Linked DNA regions of Gossypium hirsutum: region 1 is linked to region 2. Evidence: chromatin contacts called from public Hi-C data. All regions are on one chromosome and are shown on one strand. The core of a region is the stretch at or near the end of the contact, and the rest is flanking DNA. Distances in the headings are between cores, read along the strand shown.

The links. A called contact is a pair of places that touch in the nucleus more often than the background predicts.
Region 1: a Hi-C map of leaf shows a contact between it and region 2, with 1.4 times the contacts expected there. The contact joins the promoter of LOC107914356 here to the promoter of LOC121202963 in region 2. A contact is called at or near these places in 4 of 34 Hi-C or Micro-C datasets (hypocotyl, leaf and petal).

Annotation. Positions count from the first base shown.
Region 1 is chrD10:13,947,945-13,953,560 of Gossypium_hirsutum_v2.1, forward strand. LOC107914356 reads right to left here and starts at 3,327. Exons shown (of 2, transcript XM_016843255.2): 1 at 2,177-3,327; 2 at 788-1,617. The coding sequence starts at 2,582. The coding sequence ends at 1,595. LOC107916004 (putative peroxisomal acyl-coenzyme A oxidase 1.2) reads right to left here. Exons shown (of 6, transcript XM_016845173.2): 3 at 5,405-5,492; 4 at 5,169-5,331; 5 at 4,552-4,735; 6 at 4,101-4,306. The coding sequence ends at 4,151.
Region 2 is chrD10:13,815,190-13,820,694 of Gossypium_hirsutum_v2.1, forward strand. It overlaps LOC121202963 (methylmalonate-semialdehyde dehydrogenase [acylating], mitochondrial), which reads left to right and starts at 1,815. Exons shown (of 22, transcript XM_041103160.1): 1 at 1,815-2,082; 2 at 2,304-2,375; 3 at 3,191-3,749; 4 at 4,115-4,209; 5 at 4,337-4,411; 6 at 4,494-4,655; 7 at 4,753-4,831. The coding sequence starts at 3,215.

The DNA of each region.
Region 1 (5,616 bases), core at 2,077-4,576, 130 kb after region 2:
AGAAAAAAAATGATTATCCTCTCTATTTTTTTTTTACAATCAAAACACCATTCTTTTCCTTTACACAGTTTGATGCGACCATGGTTATAAAGTCCCTTATGTGGAATCCCATAAAACCCTATCAATCCCCCGTGAAATCCCATCAGGCCGTCAGACGATGGGTCAAATCCACAGTCGGTGTCGCCTATCAAGGAGGCACCACCCATACCACCCAAATACCTATATAGCGGTGCCGCTGATCCCGATCCCTCAATTGTTAGAAAACTATTTTCCTAAATAATTGGGTGAGATACCATTTTGGTATTTATTATTATTTTTGTATTATACAAGTAAAAAAAATCTATTTATCGATAAATGTATATTAAATTATTAATATATAATAATATTATAAATTGATATGATAAAAATATCAAATCGATTAGAAAATTTATATAGCAAATATAATTACATCGATAAATTTCACAATTCGATCATCAAAATATTAACTGTACAAAAAGATACAAGATACAAAAACAACTTTAATTTTATACAACTTTATACCGATTCCTTTTTGGTATATTATTTATTTATTAATATTATTATCTTTTATAAATTTTAACAACTTCAATTTTACTTAAAAATATATTTACCAAAGGAAATATAACCTCTTCCAAATTTTTAAACTTTTTTATCCAAATCATCCCATATGAACGCTAAATTAAAGAGAGTAATTAAAAGATGAAGCAAATACAAAAGAAAAAATGACTATTTGCAAAAGAAAAAAAAATGATGAGATGGTAGATTAATATGCCGAAATGATCAAAATTATTGACAGTAGAGAAATAGAGGTGAAAGCAAGGACCATTTGGTTGCATATATACAGCAAAGCTATTTACAAAATCCACCATGTTTTCATGTTTCCATACATCACTTCAATTGCATGTAAAGCACACATACATCCTCTATGCACATCTTCATTGTTCATTCACCTTCATCTTCCCTGCATTCCACCGGATGCACTAGCAGATTCCCTTCACACATTTTCTTACATTATTACTTCAACAGTACCGCCGAAGATTTCATTTACAGTCGCTCAGTACGCTTTCAGAAGTTCTCCAGAGAAGAAAACCACTGCTGTACAGAGTTGCTTCCCTCTGCATATTTTTAACCAAGATGCAAACAGAATGTTTAGTATGCATGATGAAATCTTCTGCTCCTGTAAAACATCCGATGCAGCATCTACAAACATCTCTATAAACCTCAGAAACACCCACTCATCCATCTTTGAATTAAAGAGAGTTAACGATGACAAGTCCAAACAGTATATTCTAAATTGTGATTGAATGCAATATATGTATATGCAAGCTGAGCCATATTGTAATAAATCGAGCATTGGGAACTCGAGATTCTTTGGAATTCAAGCTAAGAGTCCAACACCAAAAGCTGCTTAAAACCATGACTGGTCATTCAAGGAGAAGATTGCAACAAATTGGGCAATCAAAGTTCTCCCTGGAAACTGATCCCGCTAAGTCTGCAGAGACATTTGGACAAGTTGCATCAATGATTATCTACCAATTACTTTCTCTGCAATGCCTCTCGACTCAGGCACCCGACCCTAAAACCCACCCAAAGAGGGATCTGCCACGAAAGAAAGGCAAAAATAAAAAAATAAAAAAGAAAAGAAAAGATAAGGATGCAATAGAAGTTTAACATTTCATTACTCATTTCATTATATTAAAAGGAACTAAACTACAGTCTAACATATAGTCACTTGACCACTAGAGGTTGAGCTCAAAGCTCATCAAGTTCAATGCACCATGTTAAGTTAACAAGCGCAAACGTAAAGTTGTAGTTTTCATTGAAATGTATGTTCCATTAGAACCTTTTCCTAAATTGAATGTAGCATGCTGCAGGGATTTTGTGCAATATATTGCTCTGAATCATCATTTTTCTTTAAGAACCCAAGTCTGACACATAATCATACACAGGTACGGATTATGATCCTCTAACACCCCAAGTACATAACATTGATAGTTCCATTAAGTAGAAACAGAAAAAGTTTATAATCAGGCATTGAAAGGAATGAAGAACAATCTTAACTTCTTGACCAAGATAGATAAAACATCTTTTTAACCTAACATAATATTTAAAAAAAAAAAAACGAGTAAATTAAGATAGGGATAGGGGAAGGTCTTACCAGAAGAGCAGCCATTAGAGAGGTTCTTGATTGCACTCAAGAGCTGGCTATTAGGGCCCTCTACAAGTTGTTTGCAACCAGGTTTGTAACAGGGAACCAACACAACAAATCCACCATCATCTTCATTATCACTTTGAAAACCAGGACCATGGGGTTCTTCCCATCCAATGGACCATTCTGGACCATCAGATTCATATCCAGATAAACACACACCATCTGATTGAACCACTCTTGTCTTTTCACCACCTTGCCACTTTCCCTTTCCCTTTGATGGGGTTATTTTTGTTTGGAATATTACAGTTTCAGAAGATGAAGAATTCAAAGAAGACCCATTTGAAACAAGCTGTTTATCTTTACTTCCAATACTCCAAAACCTCCACGGAAAACTAGAAAAGGAAACTGCCATTTCTTTTTCTTTAATGAAAAATGCTTTAAAACTTCATAAACCACGACATTAGGAAATTACCAATCGAGTTTGATAATTAGAAGGGCAAGATGAAAATCAGGAAAGATATTAATTGAATCCAAAAAAAATTTTGAATCATAATTAAAATCAAAAGCTTGTAAACTGAACTCAGGCAAACTGTCTTCTGTATAGATTTTTTTCCTTAAAAATAATCAAAACCCAAACAAGTTTATGATCCAACCAAAAGGATTTCTTTTTGGGTCTACAGTTTTATGACCCTTTTCTCTAGTCCACAAAGTTCAACCGAAGTCAACAAACAGAAAAGCTCAAAATATTTCCAAATTTTACAACTTCAGCTTCGAGCCGGAAAGCTCAAACTTCTTAGAGTCGGCGATTCGATTGGAAAATATGACTCAAAGTCGGGATTATCCGGGATCGGCAAAGGAATTAAAAGGTGATTGCCAACGCTATTACTGCCGAAGCAAGAATCGGGGAAAAAAAGCGTCACGAAAATGAACAAAACCAAACGTTTCACCGAAGGAAAAAGGAAAACCCAAGCTTTAATCAATGAAAAAAAAAATTACAGGTAAAATTCAACACACTGGAGACTAGAGATAGAGAGAAAGAAACTTAATCAATAAAAGATTAAAGGGAAAATTGAGAAGACTACAATTTTCTATCTCTCACTCATCTCCATTTTTGTTTTTTCCTTTAGTTTCTCTCTCTACTGTGAGAATCAAAGTGGTTATGATCGTCTTCCTCAACCATTTATAGAGGGGGTTTTTCAATCAAACAACATCAGACGGTTCAGATGCAACGGTCTAAGTAAATGATTAAAGGATTATTTTATTTAAATATAGATATTTTGTTAATATATTGATTAACCTTTGGTTCGGAGACAAGTGAACTGACAACCATCCAGTTATGCTTACGTGTGCATTGCAAAGTCCAATCAATGCGCCCATACGTGTTCTAGCTCGACACGTGTAAATTAGCTAGACCAGGTACTTTAAATTTACTATAATGAAATAGAGTTGTAAATCAAAAATTCAATTGTTTTGTTGAATTAAATGAAATAGAAATATAATAATATTTTTGTGTTTTGTTGAATAGAATGATATTATAATAGCATAAAGAAAAAAATTAACATAACTAGAATTTTTTTAACAAAATTTTTTTAGATAGATAATTATTGTTATTGTTATTGTTATTAAATTTTAATAAGATTATTATTAAAAATAATAAATAATTTAACTATATTTCAACATAATTATTATTAAATATAATTTAATAAAATTCTTAATATAATTATTATATGAATTAAAAAATCATAATATATAATAATATAAAAATAATATATAATCTACTTTATTATTTTTAAACTGCAATACATATTTAATATGCTAAAATATCATTAGTGAAACAAATAATTTAATTATTCTACAATAAAAAACAAAATATTAGAAGTAATAAATAACTTGATAATTATATTTCACATTCAAAGATAATATTCATATATTAACAAAAAGTTACATGATTTCATTAGTTTATATGTCATAATCTATATGTTATAAAATTTTTACATTTATATATGAGTCATTAGCTTGCAATCTTTTGCTCACATCAGTGTATAGCCATTTCATCCATTCACCAACAAATCTGAAAGCATAGGCAGAGGCAAGCAAAGGAAAGAGTTTACTTTGCTTAGTTTTATAGTTAATCACCTGAAACAAATTAAATAAATGTAAAAGCATTAGATGCATCAGCCTTTGGGACATGTAAAAATTAGTTTTAAACATCAACAGCAGTAGCAACCAATACTTTTCAACAAAAGTCTTTGGCAGTTTCTATGAGAAAGAACAAGCCATTAGAAGTGATTATAAAATAAAAGGCTGTTGTGTACAACAATCTGTACTGGAAATAATTTGTATAGGTGTATCAGTGTATGCAGTCCAAAAGAAAGGAGTACCTGGGTCTCTGTACCAAATTGTCTACGAACAACACTGTACCTTGTTGAAATACAAACTTCCCTTGACAAAGCACAAGAAGCTTCGGATACAATTATTTGTCGGACATAGACCATAGTACCATAAACCTGCTGACGGGGAACATTAGATTGTACATATTTCCCTTCTTTTGTAACCTGGGAAAGACTGAAACATTTGGCGAGGAAATAAAGAAGCAAACATCAGAACAGTCATCTTGTTTTTGCGTGAAAATCACACTATAGGAGATGCACTTCAGCCTAGGTTATCACTTTTGTGGCTTCCTTGTTGGTCTTTTTCTTCAATTGACGAAAGATACTTTTATAAATTTTAGGTTTATAAGCACTCTAAAACCTCTCTATTATTAACAGACGTTGCAGAAAATTTTGCAGCCTTGCAACTTCAGTCAAGAAAAAACTGCTCATTACAGGAACTATCCAGTAAAGACTTTTCAAAAGATACTTCCCACCATGGCTACACTTTTATTCCTCTACAAGGTGGGCAGACAGATAAACATCAAACGAGAGAAAAAATATTGGCCTTCAGAGAAAGCAGCAGGCAAATAGACAAATACAGAGAGAGGAATGGTTATAGAACAAACTGCATTAGCATTTTGTTCCTCGGGATGCGCACATGATCAAATCTTAGAAGACCATTGTCCATGCTGTTATATGCCCCACTTCCAAATTTCATTCCAATATCACCAACTGTCATGCCTGGAAGAGGAGAGTGGTCATCCAGACTACGCAGCTGGACAATAAAACCTGAAAAAGAAAGTATCTGAATTAATATCTGCAATACCAGCTAAAGAAATAAGTTCATGAATTAGGAACTTACCATGCACTCCATAATCTTGTCCATCTGTTCTAAGACGAGCATAAACCACAGCATGCGTGGATACTTTACCCAGTCCACCAGGCCACCGCTATAAATAGCAAAAACCAAGCTAAGTGAATAAAATACAAGGAGATCACTATAAGATTACAACAAGTCATGAAGTATACAAAGTACGCATAAGAAAACTACGCATTGTACACAAGAAAAAAAAG
Region 2 (5,505 bases), core at 565-3,064:
AAATATTGGAATTGAGATTGTATTTCGGGACAAAAGTTGCTGCTAGCGGCTAAAGCCCCAGCTTTTAATAAGGTTATACCCACTTTTGGAGGTGTGGTAGAAAAGCTACTCTTAGCTACATGCTGGCAAGTGACATCGATTTAAACTCTCTCAATGGGTAGTTCATTTCATTGGCTACCTAGCTCATATAGAATAGGTCTTTGACTTGGTCCTGTCTGTAGTCGTGGATTACCCAAATCAATTATCCGAATACTAAGACTCCTGGTATAGCTAGCCAGTAGCCCTTTTATATGTGTGAATAATTCAATAAAGAAAGAATTCAATCTTGCTCTCACATACACTGGTATATATGCAAATCCTGCTACTCCAACTTTCATTGTTATAGGAGATAGCTTCAGTTTTCTTTCTCTCTACTCTTTTTTTTCACTCCAGATCTATAGGATAGCTCGGATCATTGCTTTAGATCAAGTGTAGGCTTGTGGTTCGCCTGTTCACTAATCTATAGAAGTGGGATGAACCAACTTAGAAGGCTTACCTTTTCGAGAAGAGATCTATTTTGATCTTTATGTCGTGTAAACATTGTTATTTGTTTATTAATCGATAATTTATTTTTTTCGTATATAAATGAAAGACTTTGGCACTTGAGAGGACGAATATCCCACTTCTTAGGGGGATAAAGCACTGTTAGGAAAGGTGACTAAGAGGAAAAGAGGAAAAAGCCTGGGTTACCTCTTTTTTGTTTTTCTTTGAGATCAGACTTATCCTTTGCCTATAGTGTCATTGACGAAAGTAATCTATCTGTCCGCCAATAAGAAGCTTTGGAAGCAACAAAATATAACTGAATTTTCATGTGATTAAATGACTGAAGAAGCGTTCCGCTATGGTCGATTCAATAGTTTGTCCTAGCTCCCTGCAAACAAGGGAATAATGTTCGATTTGGGTAAGCTCTTTTCGAACAAGTTATTTCGGTAAAGAGGGAGACAAAGCTTTTTCACTTCAACTAATCATTGATTGCAGGTAAGCCTGAAGCTTTGAGACGGCTGATGTCGGTATTGTGTAAGGCAGGAGGTTGGGGCTTGAGCCCCCCATTATAAAATGGGAAAATGGAGGGACCTTAGAGGGAAGCCTATCAAATCAAGAAGAAGCTAAGCTTTTAGACAAGGGAGGTATAGGCTGCAAAAGATAAATTCCAGTCCTATAGCTTCTCTAGCTTGAGCAGTCAGTAGTCTTTACCTTTACAAATTTATACGTGTCAGCGAGAAAAGGTCAGCATATAGACATCATCTTGGTGGAAATTCCAACTGAGATGATTAATAATCTAGCTCGGGCTTCCTTAGTTTTCTTATTTTTTTTCTAGGTTTTGACTCAAAAGTTTGATAAAATTTTTAAATATTTTGAAGAAAAATTTTAGAATTTTTTACTTATATTTTGAAATTTTAGAAAATTTTATTTATAATTTTTATTTTTCAAAAATATTTGAACATGATTTTTAATAATTTATATTTATTTTTAAGAAGAAAAAATTAAAAAAATCAAAATGATATTTTAGCTATATTTCAAAGACTAATTATTAATTGACCATTTAAATTAACATTCCACATAATCATTTAACTTAAAATTTACCGGAGGGACTAATTTGCACTTTTAAAATGTATAAGAGCTAATTTGCCCATTTCTTAATAGAGGGGCCGAAATGCAATCCATCCCTATGTACAGGGGCTTTCCTTGTACTTTTACCAAAACCTTTTAATACAGTGCTTAAGCTAGGCCCGAGCGTTATAGTACCCGGTCCGACCCAAGGAGGGTTTAATGATAATTCATACTCTGCTAAGATCAGAACCGTTCAAACCCCAGACGCTGAAAGTGCGCGTGAAAACCAAATTCGTGAAAGTCCAGGAACACTGGTTCGGACTTGGGGGAGCTAGTAGCCTAGTATAGGAGGACAGGCGTTCCCCATATTTACCTCTCTCACAGCCCCAATCTAAAAGGCCGAAACCTTCAAATTTTCCCACTTTCCCACACTTTCTCTCAGATTATTGGGTTCCTTATTATCCTCTTTCAGAAAATAGAACAAATAAAAATGTAAGCTCATTTTTAGTGTTCTAATAACTTCTCCAGGCACTGGGTTGCTGCATTTTTTTCATTGTTCATCTCTTTTTTTTTCTTTTTATTGTTTGTGTGTGTTTATATTACTTTTCTTTATTAATCAGATCATTCTCCTCATACTTCTCTAATAATTCTTTAATTTTGCTTCTTCTTCTTCTTTTTTTTTAAATATAACCTACTCAATTTACTTGTTCTAGATTTTGAGAGGGTTTACAAGGTGCAATCTTTTACTTCCGTGAATACAATTCCCACAGTGATATTTTCGACAAGTAAGTTACTTTGCATTGTAAATTTGTTTATATTTCTTTTTGTTAATTGAATTCCCATCTTGGATTAAGATATTTGCTTCCTGTGTTGGTAACTTAAACATTTTGGTCTTTGTTTTCCCCCATGTTAATGTGTGATTTAGAGTGAATATTTAGACTGTTACTTTTCTTAATGGTAGAGTTTGTGAAAGGTTTACGAATTTAGATTTTACAACACAAAGGAAAATCTGTCAAGTGTGATATGATTGTTATGCTACAATTGTTTTAGCTCCCTGTCAGAGAAAAAGAATAATCTTGATACATGTTTCCATCAGTGGAAATATACTCTATGCACTGAGTTATGGGGCATAGTGTATTGGACAAGTGAAATGGCAGAACTCATTTCACCTTGTGATATTTCATTGCCAAATATTTGAGCTGAAAACGTATAAAATTGGCTTTTCAAAGGAATTTCCCTCCCTCCTAAAGTTTCGTGCTAGCTCTGATGTCTGGAACATAAATTTTTAAAGGTTGGACTTTGTTGTTGCTGCTACGTCAAATGAACATCTTATTGTATTATGCATGTTTTGAAGTACTTATATGTACTATTGGATTCAATATGAATAGATTGGCCAAAAGTCTTAACCAGGTGGTAAGATTGGACAGAAAGGTGGATACCGAAGTTTTCCTGTTACCACATAGTTGAAGCAAAGAAGGGAAAAGGAACTCTGTATTCTTATCTTTCATAAAAAGAAATTTAAAGAGCCTTGATAGCTTCTGTGTTTTCGTGCACTACTTGCCACCTAAATTCTTGACCTTTTGCTTTAACTGTTTTTCAGGGGTTTTCCTTCCTGCCACTGGGCATGGACACTCAAAGTCAGGCGGCTTTTAGTGGACAGAAAAAGATGCTTCCTCCACCTCCTGGAATATTTCAAGATCGTGAGGAGCTCATTAAACATGTGCGGGACTTTGGGGCTAGCCAAGGATATGTAGTGACTATTAAGAAGTCAAGGAAAGACAGAAGAGTCATCCTTGGATGTGACAGAGGAGGCATTTATCGCAATAGGCGTAAGATTGATGAAAGTAAACGCAAAAGGAAAGCATGCTCAAGACTTATAAACTGTCCTTTTGAGGCTATAGGAAAAAAGGAAGATGATTCCTGGGTTCTCACCATTAAAAATGGGGAGCATAACCATGAGCCTTTAAAAGATATGTCAGAGCATCCTTATAGTCGTCGTTTTACCGAGGAAGAAATTAGGCAAATCAAATTAATGACTGAAGCTGGTATAAAACCACGCCAAGTGCTCAAGGCTCTGAAACAAACTAATCCAGAGTTGCAGTCAACTCCAAGGCATTTGTACAACCTTAAAGCCAAGATTCGTCAAGGAAATTTATCAGGTTAGTCTCCCATTGTTATTTTTACTTTTTTGTATTTAAAGTAGAGATTTTACTTTAACCTGGCCTCTCGAATTCTGTTTGTTCATAGCTGGTTGGTATTGATTGCTTTGCAATTTATCATCCAAATGTCAGATATTACCAGGCAGGTTTGCAATCAATATTGACCCAGCTATTATAAATCTATTATAAACTGCAGCTTACCCTAGGTGGGAGCATGTCCTATCATAAATTTCATTCCATAGGGATTAGTAGGGTTTTAAATGATAAATCTATTTCTGCTCCCCCCTCAGAGAATATACTTCTGAAAATGAGTGTACATTTCATTTCTTGAGATTTTTCTTCATAGTATGAGTGTTTTCTTGCAGAGAAAAATTTTAAATCATGGAGGCCTAACAGATCCGTTCCTGTAAACTCTAATAGCAGTTCCACTGGAGAGTTGTTAAAGCAAAACAACCAACTGGTGAGTTTTGATGTGACTTTTTTGATTTCTTGTTCTCTGTATATTTTAGCATTTGTACATTTGTGTTTCTATGTGTGGTGATGTGCTCATATCTGTCCTCTATGATTGTTCTGCTATCTGTCTACAGGTAAAAGTTCCTAATTTTATTGGAGGGAAATTTGTGGATTCACTAGGGTCCATGGTCATTGACATAATAAACCCTGTAAGTGGATGACCTAACTTTGTGATTTGCTCTTTCTCACCCTTTTTGATGCATTTTTTTATATCGAAGACGTTTTAATTAGGCAACACAAGAGGTTATTTGTCAAGTTCCTTCAACCACCTATGAAGAGTTTAAAGATGCAGTTAATGCAGCCAAGCAAGCTTTTCCCTCTTGGAAGAATACACCAGTTACAGCTCGCCAGCGCATCATGTTCAAGCTCCAGGAGCTCATCCATAGAAATATTGTAGGGATTACTGAATCTGTTGTTATTCATTAATTTATTTTTTGAACTTAGTTTATTTTCATATTCAAAATCTTTGGTTATTCTCTTCCATCCTCAGGATAAGCTCGCAATGAATATTACAACGGAACAGGGCAGGACATTAAAGAGTGCCCATGGTGATGTGCTGCGTGGTTTAGGTAGTCATTGCTGATACTCTATTGACTTTGTCCCATCATTTTAAGAGATTGGTACAACCAGTATGAGGCCATTAATAACGTAATATTAGGAATTTAAAAATTCAAATAAATTTCTTATTATCTTTTCCTGGTTTTGAATTATTGTTTTATCTTATTTTTATTTTAATTGTAATCATCTATCTTTACCTCTATAAATAAATGTTTCTATTAATAAATCACGTGGAGCCATTTCATAAGTCTCCCTTTACTTCAATATGGTATCTGAGCGCATATCCTTGGATTTTCGTGTAGCTCCAACTATTTACTTTTTTTGGTTGAAACAATGCCAACTCTTGCTCACCAAAGCCAACCAGTTGGCTTTCTTAGTTACCAGCCAATCATCGGTTCATATCTTCTAGCTCTAAATGGCGAGTTTCATGCTCACAATACATCACAATTTGCATAGTCTCCAAAATCACAATATTCCCTATTTAGTTCTTTGCTGCCATAACTCATAAGAGCCCAGCTTCATAGTGTTCTCAGTGGAAAACTCCACCTTTTTCCCATAAGTGTTAGCATTTTTTTTGTCATCATTAATCCAAGATTGATGAGATTGCTGGTCTACCGGCCATCAATCTTGTGGGAGCATAATAATGTAATCTTAGGATTTGAAAGATTCAAACACATTTGTTGTT